Linked DNA regions of Mus musculus: regions 1, 2, 4, 5 and 6 are each linked to region 3. The links are chromatin contacts, called in public Hi-C, HiCAR-type and promoter capture Hi-C maps. All regions are on one chromosome and are shown on one strand. Each heading gives the region's core, a stretch centred on a gene start, on an enhancer-like site or on the middle of the called end of the contact. The rest is flanking DNA. Distances are from core to core; before and after follow the strand shown. Region 1 holds the start of Cmip (c-Maf inducing protein). Region 2 holds the start of Atmin (ATM interactor). Region 3 holds the start of Hsbp1 (heat shock factor binding protein 1). Region 4 holds the start of 1700030J22Rik (RIKEN cDNA 1700030J22 gene). Region 5 holds the start of Fbxo31 (F-box protein 31). Region 6 holds the start of Gan (giant axonal neuropathy).

Region 1 (2,700 bases), core at 70-2,569, 2.1 Mb before region 3:
CCTTCCCTTCCCTTCCCTTCCCTTCCCTTCCCTTCCCTTCTCTTCTCTTCTCTTCTCTTCTCTTCTCTTCTCTTCTCTTCTCTTCTCAGACATATACTACAAGTTGGCTTCGAACGCACAGCCAAAGATGACCTTGAATTCAAGTGCTTGCTTCCAACTTCCTTAGAGCTAGGATTATATGCTCATGCCACCTTGTGGGGTTAGGTAGTGATGTAGTGTCCGAGAACCAATCTAGGGTCTTGTGCATGGTAGATAAACACTCTCCTGACAACTGAGGTACACCCCCAGTCCTATTTATTTATCTTATTTTGTTTTTAAAAACAGGGCCTTCTGTCTCGACTGGCCTGAAATTTACTATGTAGCTCAAACTGGCCTTGCGCCCACAGCAATCCTCCTGCCTCAGCCCCCCCTGAGTACTGAGCTTGTAGTGGTGAGCGACCATGCATAGCTCTGTGGAGCGGGATAGTTTCAACCCCAAGAAACTGTTCTGTGGACCCATCTGGCCATCCCTGGGGAAGCAGCTTGTGTTGGAAAGGCGGTGTCAGGGGTGCAGCGGGCAGAACCCCAGCTTTCGGCCCAGTCTTGGACTAGGAAGGGGAAGTACTGGTCGGCATCCTCTTGGTCATGGGGCTGACTTTATTTCCCAAGCCCGGCCCAGGATGGCGTGGTGGTTAGGGGCGCAGGGCTAGTGCTCAGCTGTGCACCCTCGGGGGCGCGGCCCGCGTGACGTCCCCTCGAACACTACCCACATTCCGGGGCGCGGCGCGGGGACTGTCGACGCTTGCCCAACCCCGGCCCCCTCCCCAGGGGCCGCCCCTCCCGTCGGGCCGCGCCCGCCTCCACCAAGTCCCCGCCCGGGGCCCGGCCCATCCCGGACTCCGCCCGCCCCGGGGAGGCCGAAGCCGCTGTTGCCGCCATTGACGTCAGAGGGCGGGCACATGACCCCGCGGGGACCAATCGCGCGCGCCAGCCTCCCGCAATCTCCCCGGCAGCCGGCGCGGCCCCCGCCCGCAGCACACACTCGCGGACGGACGCGGACACACGCACCGCACAGCGCGCCCGCGCGAGGCCGAGACACGCCCGCGCCCGCCGTCCCCGGCGCCGCCCCCGCCCCCCGAGGACCCGATCCTCTCTGCGCCCCGCGATCGCCCGCCGCCCTCGCCGCAGTCGCCAACCCGTTCGCGCCGGCATGCGCCCCAGCAGCTAGAAGGAAGCAGCCCAGGAAGCGCCCCGCGCGCCCCCGCCTGCCCCCGCGCGCTCCCGTTCGTCCCCGCGGGGCGCCCCCAGCCCACGCCCCCCCACCTTCCCGGCGGTGGGGGGGTGCGGGCCCTCCGCGGGGGCCCCGCCGGCCCGGCCCCACGCCAGCCGCGATCGCGCGCGCGGCCCCCGCCCCGGCGCGGCCATGGATGTGACGAGCAGCTCGGGCGGCGGCGACCCCCGGCAGATCGAGGAGACCAAGCCGCTGCTTGGGAGCGACGTGTCTGGCCCCGAGGGCACCAAGGTGATGGGCGCCGTGCCTTGCCGCCGGGCCCTGCTGCTTTGCAACGGGATGAGGTACAAGCTGCTGCAGGAGGGCGACATTCAGGTCTGTGTCATCCGGCACCCTCGGACCTTTCTCAGCAAGATCCTCACCTCCAAATTCCTGAGGCGCTGGGAGCCGCACCACCTAACGCTGGCCGACAACAGCTTAGCATCCGCCACGGTGAGTGGCCCTGCGTGGCCGTGGGGCTTCCCAAGCTGGGGTCCCTCGGGACCGAGGCGCCCCGCTGCTTGTCTCCGAGCGCGCGGCCCCCTAGTCCCGGCCTGCGCACGGGGCTGGGCTGGAACCTCTAGACTTGATCCTCCAAGGCAGGCTATGGGAATCCTCTTTCGTGTCCTGGACACTTAGCCCACCCGGGCTGAGCGCTTGGGGACTTTTGCCTAAACGCTTGCGTTTCTGATGTCTGGGACCCTAGACTGGGCCCTGAGGATAGTGGTGTTTGTTCCTTTTCTGAACTCGTTGCCCATCTGGATCTGAGCTACAGGAGAAAACAAAACGCAACCCTCTCCTCCATAAAAGCCGTAACCCCCCAGCGCCAACAATTTCCAGAAAGCAACTCCTGCGTTTGCTTTAGCCTGCCTTTACCCTTTTTTTTTTCCCCTGCCGGGCCTGGCAAGGCAAAACCGGGTGCCTGCCCTTTCTAAAAATCTCCTTCGCACGTTAGGAGGTTGGAGGGTGGGGGGCAGGGGGCCGAGGTCCTGGACCCGCTCAGACCCTGGGATAGTCGAGTTCTCTGGGTAGAAGCAGCTGGGCTGCCCAGCCTGCCCTTGCGTTGTCTGTGGAGCGTGTGTAAGCATGTTTTGTGGCTGCGTCCTGTTTTGTTACAGTTTTTTTTTTTTTTTTTTTTTTTTTTTTTTTTTTTGCTGTGTGGCCAGGGCCAGGTCAGCTGGATGAGATGGAGAAAGGAGGATCTTACTAGTTGCTTTCGGAAATCGAATCTGCAAATGGTGGCCTTCTTCCTCCTGGGGACAGACAGCTGTGGTGGGGTCGAGGAGGGGGAGTGGGGGCGGTGGGCAGGGCCTATACAGGATGCTTTGTGTTTTCCAACAAGGGCAGTTTCAAATACAGGCTCTGGCTGGGCCTTAGCCTGGCGCTTGGGGACTTATCTTTGTAGGGGCCCCCTTCTTGTCTAGAACGGACCGTACCCCCGTGGCAGGCTC
Region 2 (2,700 bases), core at 180-2,679, 2.4 Mb before region 3:
GACTTCCTCCAGTGATGGGCTACAATCTGGAAGTCTAAGCCAAATAAACCCTTTCCTCCCCCAACTTGCTTTTTGGTCACGGTGTTTTATCACAATAGAAACCCTAACTAAGGCTTAAAGACATTTCCTCCATACATACCTTTTTAAGGGGGAGGGGGGATGGTTTGATTTTATTTGTATGAGTGCTTTGTTTGCATCTGTGTATGTATACCACATTCGTGCCTGGGAACTGGAGTTATGGATGGTTGTAAACCACCATTTGGGTGCTTGGAATCAAACCTGTCTTGTGTAAGAACATTAAGTGCTCTTAACCACAGAGCCATCCCCCTAGCCCCACTAGCTCCCTTTGACCACTCTCCCGACCAGTCAGTCACATACAAAGAAGTCATTCTGCCCACAAGGTTCATGAGTGGCTGAATGGGAACTGCCGAAGCCCTTGCACTTGCTGGGGTATTTATTCTACTTCGTAACTCTCCCTGGTACAGTTGGCAGGAATCTGGACCTGGAATCTGAACAAGAAAGCCTAGCGTCATGCTGAACAATTCTCAAAAATGCCTGCTTCAGAATTCCTGGAGTCTGAGTATGTCCCCAAGGCAAAGGGACTCTGCAGTTGAGCCCATTGGCCCTGTGATACCCAGGTCCAATGTAGTAGGTGGCATGATGACGATAGATGTCGGTTATGAAATGTGACAGACTCAACTTCCCATTCCTGATTTTGGTGTAAAGGAAGGCCCATTGGCAAAGAAATGCAGGTGACCTCTAGACGCTGAAAAAGGCAAGATCCTTGGAAGAACAAGCCCAGCTGACACCTTGCTTTCAGCCGACTAGATCCACCTCAGACTCTTCCCTCTTCAGAGATAAGAGAGAATTAGTCTGTGGGGGCTGGGCTGTAGCTCAGCTGGCAGAGTACACGTCTAAGGCACTGGGTTCAATCTTTAACGCTACCACTAGGCTTAGTAAAACCCCAGGAGTATGGAGGTAGTGGTAAGAGAATAAGGAGTTCAAGGACTCCTTGATTATATGGGGATTCTGAGGCCAGGCGGGGCCTCAAAGAATAAGATAAGTTTGTTTTGTTTTGTTTTTAGTGTGCTACCGATCAAATCCAGGGCCTTAAGCATGCTAATCAAATAGTCTACAATATAAAATTTATTCCTAATAACAATAAATCAACGGTCAAAAAAAAAAGGTTAAACCTGAAAGCATCTCTTTCTCTTCTATCCAGCTGTTGCCTGAGCTCAGGTCCCTAGGAAGTAGAAAGTGTGGGTTCATGGAACCTATCCAATTCACCTGTTCTCCCAGCACATGGGACTTCAACCTCCAACACGCGCTCGCCGCGGCCGGCGGGCGGCGCTGCGGCCACCGACCGGCCGGATGCTAATGAGCCCGGAGGCCCCGCCCCCTGCCGGAAGTGGCTGCGGCGGGGGCGGGCACTGCGAGAGGGGCCTGGCGGCCGTGCGGGAGCCATGGCGGCCACGGAGGCGGCGGCGGCCGATTCTGCGGGTCCGGCCCCGGGTGTCCCGGCCACGCCGGCGAGCACGCGGGGAGCCGCCGCCGCCTCTAGCCCGTGGAGGCCGCCCGAGTCGCGACTGCAAGGCAGCCGGCCGAGACCGGCCAGGGCTCGGGCCGCGGCCCCGGTGCCACCGGCCCGGGAGCTGATCCAGCCGACTGTGAGCGAGCTGTCCCGGGCTGTGCGCACCAATATTCTGTGCACCGTGCGCGGCTGCGGCAAGATCCTGCCCAACAGCCCTGCGCTCAACATGCACCTCGTCAAGAGCCACCGACTGCAGGTGAGCGGGCCGCGGCGGGGACGCGGGCGCGGGGTGTGCGGGGTTTGCGCCGTGCCCTGCCACCTGCGCCCGACCGACCGAGCACGGCGAGAGCGCGGGGGAGCGCGCACAACGCACCGGGCAAGCAGCTTCTCGGTGGCGTGCCCACAACACCTCGGGGAGCCTGCCTGTTTACTCAGGTTCCAAGGATGAGCGACAGGTGATGTCGCCAAGGCACCCAGATGCAACCCCGCAGGCTTTCCGCCCCTCCCACGAAACTGCCGGTGGGTCCTACCTGGTCACTCAAAAGCGGCTGCGGGTTGGGTTGGACTCTGGGCACTTGAGCTGCAAGTTTCACGAGGCTGCTGAGATCAACTCTGCGCAGGAAGGAGAGGGGAGGGAGGTTTCTCCCGTGGATCTGTAAGGAGGAGGTTCACCGGTAGCTGGTATGACGGATGTCTGACCAAGACCTCTCCGTGTTACATAAATGGGGACGGTGGCTTTCAAACCCATGGTATACTCTGGAAGCTTGGGGGAGGAAATCAGATGTTAGGGCCCCCATGCCAGACCTGTTAAGTCACAGCTGCTCAGCTTTTACAGTAGAAAGCTTCCTTTCACCGTCAGATCTCAGTGCCCCCAGTGCTCCAACTGGAAAACGCAAGTCACTGAAAGCAGTTTTGTGCGCCTTTCCCCTGGTCAGATTTGAGTCATTACTTGGAGGGTTGCAGGATCTCTCTGACCTGCAGGTGAATTCACCGTGGGCATCCCCCACCCCCACCCCTGAGAACTCCCCAACTGTAACTTTTAGGTTTTACTCTGTAGTAAGGCCAATAAGTGTAGTAAGGCCAACAAAAGGCAACAGTGATGTCAGGGAAAGGTCAGTCAGGAAATGTCAGCAGGGGCAAGCTGAGGAAGTTCTGTGTAAAGGTTTGAG
Region 3 (2,700 bases), core at 107-2,606:
TTGAAGCTGGGCCTCAGCCTGGGTCTGGTGGACGCTGGAGTTCCCTGTTTCTCTCCTTTACTAAACTGTCTCCTGGCCTGTAGCCATCCATGTGCCTGTACAATTCACTGTAACGTAGGAACATGGAGAACTCTGGCCGGTGTTGGCTCTGCAGAGGGGATCAGCCACTCCTCCTGCCCTGTCTAGAGTCTTCCTTAAGCTGCCCAACTCCCTATAACAGCCCCAAGGTAGGGTGGAACAATCGGACCTTATATCCTAACGCCGCGTACCTTCACTGGTTTGCTAGACTCAGAGACACCCCCACTCCAGTCCATAAATGTAAAGAATTGGATCTGTCTTAGTTAGGACATCTATTGCTGTGAAGAGACACCATACCCACAACAACTCTCATAAAAGAAAATATTTAACTGGGGCTGGCTTACAGTTCAGAGGACTAGTCCACTATCATCATGACAGGAAGCATGGCATGTGCAGGCAGACATGGTGCTGGAAGAGGAGCTGAGAGTTCTACATCTGGATCCACACACAGCAGGACACTGGCCAGGCTTGAACTTCTGAAACCCCAAAGTCCGCCTCCTAGTGACACACCTCCTCCAACAAGGTCACACCTACTCCAACAAGGCCAAACCTCCTAATAGGGCCAGTCCCTATGGGCCTATGGGGCCATTTGTATTCAAATGACCACGATATTCTATCCCAGCCTCCTCCACTGCCTGCACTGTGTTTTGTCTGTGTGAGGTTGTTGGGTCTCCTAGATTTGGAGTTGTGAGCTACCCTGTGGGTGCTGGGAATAGAACCCGGGTCCTCTGGAAGAGCAGTGAGTGCTCTTAACCGCTGAGCCATCTCTCCAGCCCCCTAATGTTTTTTAGTAGTAACAGAACACTTTCTTATTTTGTGTGTATGTTTATGTGTGTATGCATGCATGTCACAGCAGTGCACACACAATTTGTGGGAATCGAGTTTCTGCTTCCAACATGTGGATCACAGAGATTGAACTCACAGTGTCAGACTTTGAAGCAAGCTCGTCACCGGCTTCGCCTTGCAAGGCCTGAGTGCCTAACTACATCCATGGAAGAAGCCAACGCTAATCCCCACAATTTTGGTCCATTTCCGGCGTTTTCTCCTCCTCTTCCTCTCGGTTCAGCCTTCAGGGTGGAACTGGGCGGAAGATGAAGGCGGAGCTAAGAACTGGGGGGCGTAGCTTATCCGCAGGCAGGACAATCTGAAGCCTCCTAGGACCTTCCGGTGCGTGGCAGAAACTACAACACCCACAATGCCTCGCGGTCCCGTGACCGTGTAGTCGCGAGAACTGTCGGCTTGTGGGCGTCTGCGCCGAGAAACCGAAGTGTAGGTGACGGTTCCGAGACATCGCCGCCAAGCTGGGCACCGGGGAGATGGCCGAGACGGACCCCAAGACCATGCAGGACATCACCTTGGTGGTAAGCGGCAGCCTCATATGGGCCTGGACACCCCGGGGCCGCTCTCGGCCCTGGCGTGGGGTGTGGCCAGCGGCCTCGGCCCGCGCACCTGCGGGGCTCGCCCTCCGGTCGGCCCCGACCCGGACCCTCCGGACCTGACCCGCAGGGACACCGATCCGAGCTGGCAGGCCCTTGCTGAAGGCCTCACACTCCAGCCGGGAACCACCACCACCCCACCCCCCCTTCATGCCTGCGTCCTCGGCTCCCCAACGCCGGTCCCAGGAAGGGGGTCTCGGCATAGGTTGGGATCGGCTGACTTGTCCTGGTTTCTCTTAGGTGGAGACGCTCTTGCAGCAGATGCAAGACAAGTTTCAGATCATGTCAGACCAGATCATCGGAAGGAATATCCTTTTGATTTGGAGGCAGTTTCTTAACTGTGGGGGTGAGCGGGGTGGTTTACAAACAGATTTCAGTTAGTCATTTAGAAATTGCCTTTTTTTTTACAAAGGGTTTATTATTTTTAATTATATGTATAAGGGGGTACTGGGAGTGACTGAGACCAGAGGCGTTGGATCCCCTGGAGCTGGAGTAACAGGCGGTTGTGAACTGCCCAGTACACTCGTGCCCTCTGCAGGAGCCTCGCGTGCTCTTAACGGCCGAGCCTTTTCCCCGTCCCCACTTAGAAGTGTCTTTCCTGATCTTGGCTATATTGTGTTCCCGTGGAGGACTGTGCCAAGAGCCAGAGACACAGCGAGACCTACCCCAAGCCCTTGTTGGTGCCCCTCCAGAACACCAGTAAAGGGGTTTGCATGGTAACCGTTGTCTGGGAGTACTTCTAGAGTTGGAGGTGTAGGGAAGAAAACTCACCCCAGTCCCCCCGAACCCCGACCGCCAGGCTGTCACTGTAGCCAGATGAAACTGGGGAAGCAGCTGTTTAAACCAGTGGGCGGGGGCCTGGGGGGGAGAGGCCGAGGTGAGGTGATGCTGCCGTGCGGGCTCTTTAACTGTGCCACTAGATGACATGAGCAGTCGGATTGACGACCTGGAGAAGAATATCGCTGACCTCATGACCCAGGCTGGAGTAGAAGAACTGGACCCTGAAAACAAGATTCCTACTGCCCAGAAGAGTTGAAGGTGAGGGGGGGGGGTTACCTCAGCGTAAAACGCCCGTCAGTGCGACGGGGTGGGGGGGTGTCGTTGATCGGTTATCAGGAGACCTCTCTCCTCCCCACCGGTGAACTCCCAAGTTTTTGAAATACCACCCGAAGTGAGATCTGACGCC
Region 4 (2,876 bases), core at 346-2,845, 2.4 Mb before region 3:
AAGGCATGCGCCACAATGCCCGGCTCTGCCTCTGTTTCTTAAGTGCTGGGATTAAGCCAAGTACTTAAATGGCTCGCTTGTGATTTCTCACAAATTATATACCAATTTACTGTTCTGTTAGAATGCAGGAGGTCTGTATTGCTACCTTTCTTTCCTTATTTAAAAATTTTTTTTATATGTATGGATGTTTTGCCAGCATGTCTGTGTACCGCAGGCTGCGAGCCCTGCATGCTAGGAGACCAGAGAAGAGCATTGGATCCTCTGAACTCGAGTTAGTCATGAGCTACCATGTAGGTTCTGGGTATTGAACCTGGGCCCTCTGCAAGAGCAGCCAGTGCTCTTAAACTCCTTAGCTATCTTTCCAGCCCATATTTTTCCATTTTCTTAAACTCGTGTTTTTACACACATGGTGTGCACATCAGGTACCCCTGCTCTCTTCCTCACCTGCCTTAGTCCCTTGAGACAGTTTCTCAGTGAGCCTGAAGCTTACCATTTTCAGGTTAGGCTTCCTGGCTTACAAGCCCATGCATTTCTTCTCGAATGGGCTTGAGAAAGAAGATGGCTCCGTCATACAGTGCTTGCCACACAGGTAGAGAAAACAGAGTTAAGGGCCCCAGTACCCACACAAAAAGCCAATTGCTATAATGAATGAAAGCCTTTAATTCCAGCGCCAGGAAGCAGAGACAGGAGGATTCCTAGAGCTTGCCAGCTAGCCAGGCTAGCCAAATCAGTGAACTCTGGGTTCAGCGAGAGAACATGTCTCAAAAAAAAAAAAATAAATAAATAAATAAATAAAAATAAGGTGACTGAGGGCTGGAGAAATGGCTCAGCAGTTAAGAGCACTTGCTACTCTTGCCAAAGACCCACGTTCGTTCCTGGCACCCACATAGCAACTTACAACAGCCAATAATTCCACTTGCAGGGTAGGGCGTGTGCCATTTCTATGTCAACCATTTCCAACTCGTGCCCTTTTTCATTTTTGCCTAGGTTCTAGATTTCTGTTTTGGACGGGGTTTCATTCCGCCCCTTTTTTTCCGGCTCTCTGAATTCACTAAGGGCTGGGTCCTGAAAGGATGGCCTTCTGAGGGCTCCCAAGGCTCACGGCAGACGGAATCTCGCGCCCACGCCTTCCCACCTGGTTTCTCCCTTTTACTAATAGTCCCTGCACACTCCTTCATGCCGCATAAGTTCCTTCCCTCCCTCCAAGAGGCTCCCTACACGCTACAAGCTGAGAGTTTACCCTTCCTTCAGAAGATCAAGAGGGCTGCATCAAGCTCCTTCCATTGAAACCTCAACCACGCCCCCACAGACCACGCCTATCAAACGGCTCCTCCCTGAGGCCCAAGCGGCTCCCTAGGCCCCGCCCAGTCCAGGCTACCCCAGAACCGTACCCCATCTTCGTCTCGCTTACCCACCCTGAAGATTGCTTCCTTCCGCGGCTCTGCCGCCCGTGAAGTGTCTAGGGAGTGTTCCCCGGGGTGAGGACGTGGCCACAGCCACTCAGACGCTCCTACGGGGCCGCGAGGTAAGGAAGGTCCGGAGCGGCAAGTCGCGGCCCCCAAGAGCCGGGCTGTTGCCCTAGGTTACGGCCGCGTCGGAGGCGGGCCTAGGTGCAGGCATGCCGGAAGTGACGTAACCCCGCAACAAACCAGCTCAAGGGCGGAGTCCCCTCTGAGGGCGGGGCTAAGGAGCATTCCCGTCGCTCTGTGCGTGGTTGCTAGGTGCCGCGTTGCCAGACGCTTCGAGAGCTTCGCAGGCACTGGCGACGTTGGGCGGCCAAGTTGCGCTGCAACAGCCTTTTGCCTTCTAGAAGGAATGCCTCAGAGGCCACACAAACAGTGTCTGGAGATTTGGCCACTTCTTCCTTTGGGCAGAATCGTCCCTTCCTTCTTGGGATCCCGTGTTGAAAGCGAGAGCAGAACTTCGCGGGACGACTCATTCCTAGTTGCATAATTTTGAGACCGAGTCTTCCTTGTTTTGTAGCCTGGTGCGGTCTCGAACTCATGGCAACCCTCCTTCCTCGATGTCCTAAATCAACATTGAAGGGATCGAGGGCGTGGGCTTCCACACCTGCTGACAGGAAGGATTTCTGGTTTTGTTCTTTTTGGTGCTGCCCACTTTAGTGGGGCAGAAGCAGCAGTTTCTCGCGAGGGGGCCGCCCACTTCTCCACTATGCTGCCCTTGGTGCCCAACTCATGTCTAGTTCCAAGGTCCCTTTGCTTTCTGGTTTAAAAAGTATTAAGAAAACAAGTCTCCAAAAGCAGGCTGAGTCAAAGGCTTTTGGAAAAAATGGCTAAGAATTACTACTTTTTACACTTATAGCATTATATAATATATATACAGTATAGCATATATACAATCGATAGCATAGATTTATAGCATTAACGGCCTCTAAAGATGTGATGTATATGACACATGAAGTTGGAACAAAGTCCTCTTCTAGACTGTGAATATTTGTTATTTCCCCCATATATATGAGGGAAATACTTTAACAAGCATATATGATAGATATTGTAATTATATTGCTATACCAGCGTATCTAATGGGCTATGACACATATTTCTAAAATTTTCTATGTATTTTTGGATTTATGCGTATGAGTGTTCTGCCTGTGTATATGTATGTACACCATGTTCATACTGGACAGTCATAAAGACACACTCTTTCATTGTTTTCTAGGTTCGCCTGCTAGACAGCGAGTCTGTCACCAAGATGTGTCTCCGTTCCTCGGTGTTTTGAGGTAGGCTTTCACTATGACGTCTAGTCTGGCCTCCAACAGCTTCCTTCTGTCTCTGAATGCTGGAATTACAAGCACATGCCACCAGACCTGGCCACTCAACCATGATCTTTACAACCGAAGGTAGACAAGTCTTTTC
Region 5 (2,854 bases), core at 151-2,650, 2.2 Mb after region 3:
GGCAATAGGAAGGTTGAGGACCACTGCCAGAGAAGAAACAGATGTCCTCTAACCTCCAAAGACATGCATGCCCCTCTCTCTCTCTCTCTCTCTCTCTCTCTCTCTCTCACACACACACACAATAACAATAAACAGAGTAACAGAGTAATTTGTAAAAAAGAAAGAACAGTGCTCAGACAGAAGCTGAAAACAAACATCACCCATCCTGTGCGACTAAAGGTTACTACTGAGGATCTTATACAAGAAAACAAGACAAAAGACAAACAGGACGTTACATTGGGCCAACAGACATACCAGTCATGTTCAGGACTGAAGGCTTTGCATACTTATTATAAAAGCCCCTACCCAAGTCACAATCCCACTCAGACGTGGGGTAAGATTACCCCAACTTCCCACAGTGCGAAGGTAAGGGGAGACAAGCCAGAACCCTGATGTCAACCGTGAAATTACACAAGAACCCTGCAGCAGGGAGGACCTGGGGAAACCGCTTCCTCACACAGCCTGCCATCCCACAATCCCACTTGGAGAAGTGCAGGCTCACGAAGATGAACCACCCCAGAGGTTTTCACAAGATAGATGTAAATCCCCTGCATTTCTACAAAATGCACAAAGCAGTCTCCGGCGTGCTGTGGCCAGAAGACAGAAAAGGCTGAAGCCCACACACAGTCAGAGCACTAGCCTGTGTGACATGCAGGCAGTGGAATCCCTGATGTTCCCTTCACGGAACAGCAAGCCTCCAGGACACACACACACACACACACACACACACCAACAAGCCATTCAGGCTGAGTACCGTGATGTATGTACACGGACGTAAGGCCTTCAAATGGGACTGTGGCCGCTTTGCGTCCTCATTATTCCTGCACCGGGAGGGTGGGCTGTAGGTTTGGTTTAGGGGGACGGGGTCTGACATTTTTAAAAACAGGATCTCACTCTGCAGCCCTGGCCTGCTAGCTGTCTGGTTTTCTCACTCTGCAGCAGGCCTGGTTTGGAACTCCACACCATGCTCCTGCCTCGGCCAAGTGTCCGTACTAGGGGATGCACCCGCTCACCCTCGCGGCAGCGCCGTCTCCAGATGGTGTCCGTGTGCAAGATTCGGCGGAACCTGCTGCAGACCTGAGCCAGGCTGGGCAGGTCGGTGCCGGGCAGCGACGCGAAGATCTCCACGAGCAGCTCAGGCGGGAGCTCCAGCAGAGAGCAACGCGCCGGCCCCGCCTCGATGCGCTCCTCCTCGGGGTCCGTGTCCGCCTCACTGTCCGCCGCCGCAGTCTCGGCCGGGCCGCGGCGCTGCTGGCGGCGGCGGCACCCACGCGCGGGGCCCACGCCGCAGAGCCGAGCACACACCGCCATGCCCGTCACCACCGCGGAGGCGCGCACGCGGACGCGCACGCACAGCGCTCTGCGCAGGCGGCCAGGCAGCCGTAGTCCCGCTTGCAGGCTCCTCAAGCTCCACCCCAAGCGTGACCACGCCCTCCGACCCCAACCCCTCACACGCCCCCATGAAGACTCGCCCCGCCCCTAGACGCTCCCACCCTTCCAAGCCCCACCCAGACGCTTCGCCCCGCCCCTTGAGCAGTAGGCCCCGCCCTACGTGTTAGGTCCACGCCCTTGTATGGAGCCACACCCTATTTCCAGGCTCCGCCCCCAAAACGTTTGGCTAGAAACTTAGGACGCCCAGCTGCTCACTAAAAGAGGGTCGCCGGGTTCAGCTCCGGAAAGCCCCGCTCCTAGCATGACCACACCCCTCCCACAAGTCCCACCTCTGACCCCGTTTACAGGGTAGAACGAAGGGGTTTTACCTTAAGCAAGAAAACAATGCAGGATGCCCCGTGTGAGGATCGAACTCACGACCTTCAGATTATGAGACTGACGCGCTACCTACTGCGCTAACGAGGCTCCTTAGCAGCAAGCTCGCTGCCAGGGCCTTTGCACAGGTGGTGGCCTCGCCATGAACAAAATCTGGCAAGGGAAACCATAAACCAAAGCTACCGTCGCCTAGCAACACTACATCTAAACTAACTTGCCAAGATTACCTTGGTTGCAAAAGGAAAGGTCTGGTGCTCAGTGAGGTGGGAGTTCCTGGTGTCCCCAAACCTGCTCTCCAGCTCACATTGCCCCGCGCAGCACAAGGCGTCTAGAAACTTCCCTCTCAGGAAAAGAGTAGTCTGGGGTATCCTCCGCAGCTCTGCCCTTAATGACCCTATATAACAATATCGCCTATTTTTTATTATTAAAATTAACCGTTTGCGTGGCGGTCTCTCATCCCAACTTGGGGCTAGGGGATCAAGGCAGGAGGATCAGAATTACAAGGTCACTCTTGGCTACTTAGTGACTTTACGGCCAGCCTGGGCTACGTGAGACCCTGTGCCTCCTAGCAGTCCGCTCAGTAAATTATCCCAACAAGCAAACAGATATTACCTAATGCATTCGTTGATTGATTAACAATAGCATTAAGCAAAGGCTCCACTTGGTGGCCTGTAATCCTAGACCTTAGGGAGATGAGTCAGGAGGGTGGGGACTTTTCAGGACAACCTGAGCTATGCGGCAAGATTTCATGTAAAAAACAAAACAAAACAAAACAAAAAAGACTTAAATTACCTGATAATATTAACATCGTGTAAAAGTGTAGCTGAGCACACGCTGCCTCTTGTCCCCGTGTGTTAATGCCCACGGGGGAGGGTAAGCTCTTTGTGGGCATGTGGCTGAGACCCTAGACTGTCTGCTCCAAGATGAACCCTTCTGGTCTATCATTCATGGGCTGTCAATCAGCCTTCACTGAACAACTGTGAGAGGGGTGTGTGTGTGTGTGTGTGTGTGTGTGTGTGTGTAGATGCTGTAAACAAAATGCTGGCGA
Region 6 (2,858 bases), core at 132-2,631, 2.2 Mb before region 3:
CTCTGCTTTCCCAGACCTTAGTTTTGACACAGCTTACTTTTTTTTTTTTTTTGGATGCGGGGGTTGTCTCTTTGGTTTTTCAAGACAGGGTTTCTCTATGTAGCCCCTGGCTGTTCTGGAACTCTCTCGGTGGGCCAGGAACTCACAGAGACCTGCCTGCCTCTGCCTCCCCGGTGCTGGGATTAAAGGCTTGCGTCACCACCTCCTGGTTTAGAGTCTAGATACTTTTATCACTGCAGGTATAGATACTGTGTTTGAAATGGAAACTGGAAATGTATCGATCTTCTACTAGTAACTTCCTTGACTTTACTCCCCTAGTCTCCTATCTTGAGTATAGTTTATACTCTGATTCCTATCAGTGACGCCAAAGCCTTGCTGCTTCCAGGGTGAAAACCAAGACTTTCCTTGGGGCCTTTGGACTACGGGAGGCTGTGCTGACGCACTGAAAACCACATCCTGCCTTACTTTGAATGCTGCCCCAATGTTCTGATCCTTGGTCCTCATAAGACTTAATTCTCTGTAGCCTCGAGCACCTAATGTTTGCACAAAATGGTAGCTACTTCCTCCACTCCCAAGCACCTTCAGCAACTTCCAGGGACACAGACGAGGCTCGCCCTGCAGAGTGAGCACACCCAGGGGTGCTTAGTACCACAGCCTTGATCTGTCTCTGTGGGAAGTCTAGCCCCCACCATCCGAACATCTGGCCTTCATACCCCCTAGTCTTTCAGACTTTATCTTTCCTAAAAGGTAGGGATGGCAATCATGCAATTAACTGGACCCCCTCTCCTTCCCAATTGTACTCTTGTGCGGGGGCGGAAGGGAGGGCATATACCACAGAGTCCTTTTATCCAGCCCACTATCTAATCTTGGCATCGATCTGCTTTAAAGACCCCGATCTTAGAAACCTTCGGAACACCTTACCCCTACCGCGGTATTTAAAACCCTTCCATTGCTCCCGGTCCCCAATTGCAAGAGGAAAACACCTTCCTTGCCACAGCCTTGCAAAACTGCTTGTTTCTCTCGCTTCACTCGCGACGTCTTCAGCGAAGGCTTCTGGCGGACTCCGCGTTCTGCCCGGAACTAATGGACGTGAACGTAGCGAGGCGTAACTCCCGCGAAAGGAATAATAAGTCCTCGGCTTCACTCTGCGTCTCACTCCCTTCCACACTGAGAGCACTCGGTTCGCCGAGACTGGGAATTGGATACCGCGGAACCGCTAAACCCTTCCGCCCGCACCAAGCACAGCCCGTGGGCGCGCCCGGCGCTCGCAGCCCAGCCCTTCTGATTGGCTGCTGCGAGGTAGGGCGGGGCGCGGGGGCGTCGCGGAAAGATGACGCAACGGCACAGCTCCTTAAAGGCGCCGTCCGCACGCGCTGCCGATGGCGCAGGCGCGTTGTTGAACTTCCAGCTCTGACTCCAGAGCTTCACTCAGTCCGGGCGGGCGGGCGAGCGGACGCGAGGAGTGGCCGGCGGGGACGTGCGCGGGACTCGGGCGGGCGGGTCGGGCAGGTGGCGGCGGAGGAGCGGGAGGCGCGATGGCCGAGGGCAGCGCTGTGTCCGACCCTCAGCACGCCGCGCGCCTGCTGCGGGCGCTCAGCTCGTTCCGGGAGGAGGCGCGTTTCTGCGACGCGCATCTGGTCCTCGACGGCGAGGAGATCCCGGTGCAGAAGAACATCCTGGCGGCGGCCAGCCCGTACATCAGGTGAGCGGGCGCCGCCGCCCATCGCCTCCGCATCCCTCCCTCTCTCTCTGGCCTGGCCGCCTGCGGCTCCAGTGGCTCTGCCGCCGCGCCCCTCGGGCGCCCATGGGCCTCTCCACCGAGATCGCCCCGATCCCGGAGTCCCTGGAGGTCCGCAAAAGCCCCAAACACGGTGTACAGGCCGTCCTGGACCCGCACCCGCGAGCAGGGCGGGGCTGCTCCGGGAAGAGCCGCCCCTTCGCCCCGACAGGCCCCGCCCGGCCCGCGGAGCCCCGCAGAAGTTTTACCTCCGAGTCACCGCACAGTGGGCCGGCCAGGTTTTGCGCGGGGAAGCCAAAACAAACACCCGCGGCTTAGGCAGAAGGAGAACCCTGTAAGAGGTCGGTGGGAAGCCCCCACCCCCAAAGCCCAACTGTCACTTTGCCACTCCCTTGTTACAAACAGGCAAAACTGTTGCGAATTTGAGAAGACCCGGGGTCGTTCTTTGGCTACAGTTACCACCGAGGACCCAGCGATTGTAACCACCAAGAGGGCACTGTAAAACTTAAGCGACGCAAACCTTAGCCCAGTTTACTAGGTTAATGAAAAGGTTGAGACCAAGCTTATAGCATCGGATCAGAATTTGTGAGATGGGCTCCTGTCTTTTCTTTAGCAACTTTCCTTCAGGCAAACTGGTTTGCTCTTTTAATATGGGGGGTGGGGGGGGGCACTAAAAGGTAGAGAAAGTGCCCAGTAAGCTGGTTAAATATAGACGAATGATAGCAATGTCACTAGAATTGACAGATCAGAAAATGGAAAATTATGTGTATGCCGTTTCTTAGGGCTCTGTCCCAGCAGAACTCGGACACATATGCTGTTCTTGAATCTTTGCTTTTGGAGACCTTCGAACTCCAGAAGCAATCCAAGTGCCCTTGAAACTTCTGGCTTTTAGCCTAGCCTGGCCTTACAACATTGGGCTCTTTGTGGACTTAGGGGTCAGGTGTCTGTGAACAAGAAATTTAGATCACCAATATGACAGCTCAGGGCTGGCAGTTCAGAGGTTAAGGCAGTCAATCAAACTGAATTTCCAGGCCAGACCTTTCCCGTAACAGAGTAATCCTAGTTTGGGAAATGCTTAGGAAAACTACAATGGATGCAGTATTGTTACAGATCCTTAAAT

What was found. Promoter capture Hi-C pulls out the DNA fragments that hold promoters and counts their contacts. A called contact is a pair of places that touch in the nucleus more often than the background predicts. HiCAR-type assays count read pairs that join an accessible place to other places. Capture Hi-C pulls out chosen DNA fragments and counts their contacts.
Region 1: a HiCAR-type map of astrocytes shows a contact between it and region 3, with 4 times the contacts expected there. The contact joins the promoter of Cmip here to the promoter of Hsbp1 in region 3. A contact is called at or near these places in 2 of 39 promoter capture datasets (cranial neural crest and embryonic stem cells) and 3 of 115 datasets of contacts at active chromatin or transcription factors (astrocytes, embryonic stem cells and large pre-B cells).
Region 2: a contact with region 3 is called in a Hi-C map of B cells, with 5 read pairs. The contact joins the promoter of Atmin here to the promoter of Hsbp1 in region 3. A contact is called at or near these places in 2 of 39 promoter capture datasets (embryonic stem cells and liver), 1 of 484 Hi-C or Micro-C datasets (B cells) and 1 of 9 other capture datasets (embryonic stem cells).
Region 4: a contact with region 3 is called in a promoter capture Hi-C map of embryonic stem cells, with 5 times the contacts expected there. The contact joins the promoter of 1700030J22Rik here to the promoter of Hsbp1 in region 3. A contact is called at or near these places in 1 of 39 promoter capture datasets (embryonic stem cells), 2 of 484 Hi-C or Micro-C datasets (CD4 T cells and Th1 cells) and 1 of 115 datasets of contacts at active chromatin or transcription factors (astrocytes).
Region 5: a promoter capture Hi-C map of liver shows a contact between it and region 3, with 2.3 times the contacts expected there. The contact joins the promoter of Fbxo31 here to the promoter of Hsbp1 in region 3. A contact is called at or near these places in 1 of 39 promoter capture datasets (embryonic stem cells), 3 of 484 Hi-C or Micro-C datasets (CD4 T cells and the G1E-ER4 cell line), 1 of 115 datasets of contacts at active chromatin or transcription factors (thymic regulatory T cells) and 2 of 9 other capture datasets (adipose tissue and liver).
Region 6: a promoter capture Hi-C map of embryonic stem cells shows a contact between it and region 3, with 5 times the contacts expected there. The contact joins the promoter of Gan here to the promoter of Hsbp1 in region 3. A contact is called at or near these places in 2 of 39 promoter capture datasets (embryonic stem cells and liver).

Annotation. Positions count from the first base shown.
Region 1 is chr8:117,255,700-117,258,399 of GRCm38.p6, forward strand. It overlaps Cmip (c-Maf inducing protein), which reads left to right and starts at 1,320. Exons shown (of 21, transcript NM_001163262.1): 1 at 1,320-1,702. The coding sequence starts at 1,403.
Region 2 is chr8:116,941,964-116,944,663 of GRCm38.p6, forward strand. Atmin (ATM interactor) reads left to right here and starts at 1,430. Exons shown (of 4, transcript NM_177700.4): 1 at 1,430-1,787. The coding sequence starts at 1,464. It also overlaps a transcript of Cmc2 not described here.
Region 3 is chr8:119,343,182-119,345,881 of GRCm38.p6, forward strand. It overlaps Hsbp1 (heat shock factor binding protein 1), which reads left to right and starts at 1,357. Exons shown (of 4, transcript NM_024219.1): 1 at 1,357-1,439; 2 at 1,755-1,821; 3 at 2,432-2,552. The coding sequence starts at 1,395. The coding sequence ends at 2,550.
Region 4 is chr8:116,977,364-116,980,239 of GRCm38.p6, forward strand. It overlaps 1700030J22Rik (RIKEN cDNA 1700030J22 gene), which reads right to left and starts at 1,596. Exons shown (of 3, transcript NM_027103.3): 1 at 1,416-1,596.
Region 5 is chr8:121,577,406-121,580,259 of GRCm38.p6, forward strand. Fbxo31 (F-box protein 31) reads right to left here and starts at 1,401. Exons shown (of 9, transcript NM_133765.4): 1 at 1,053-1,401. The coding sequence starts at 1,350. It overlaps n-TMcat17 (a tRNA gene), which reads right to left and starts at 1,896; the gene lies at 1,824-1,896.
Region 6 is chr8:117,156,600-117,159,457 of GRCm38.p6, forward strand. Gan (giant axonal neuropathy) reads left to right here and starts at 1,382. Exons shown (of 11, transcript NM_001081151.2): 1 at 1,382-1,702. The coding sequence starts at 1,536.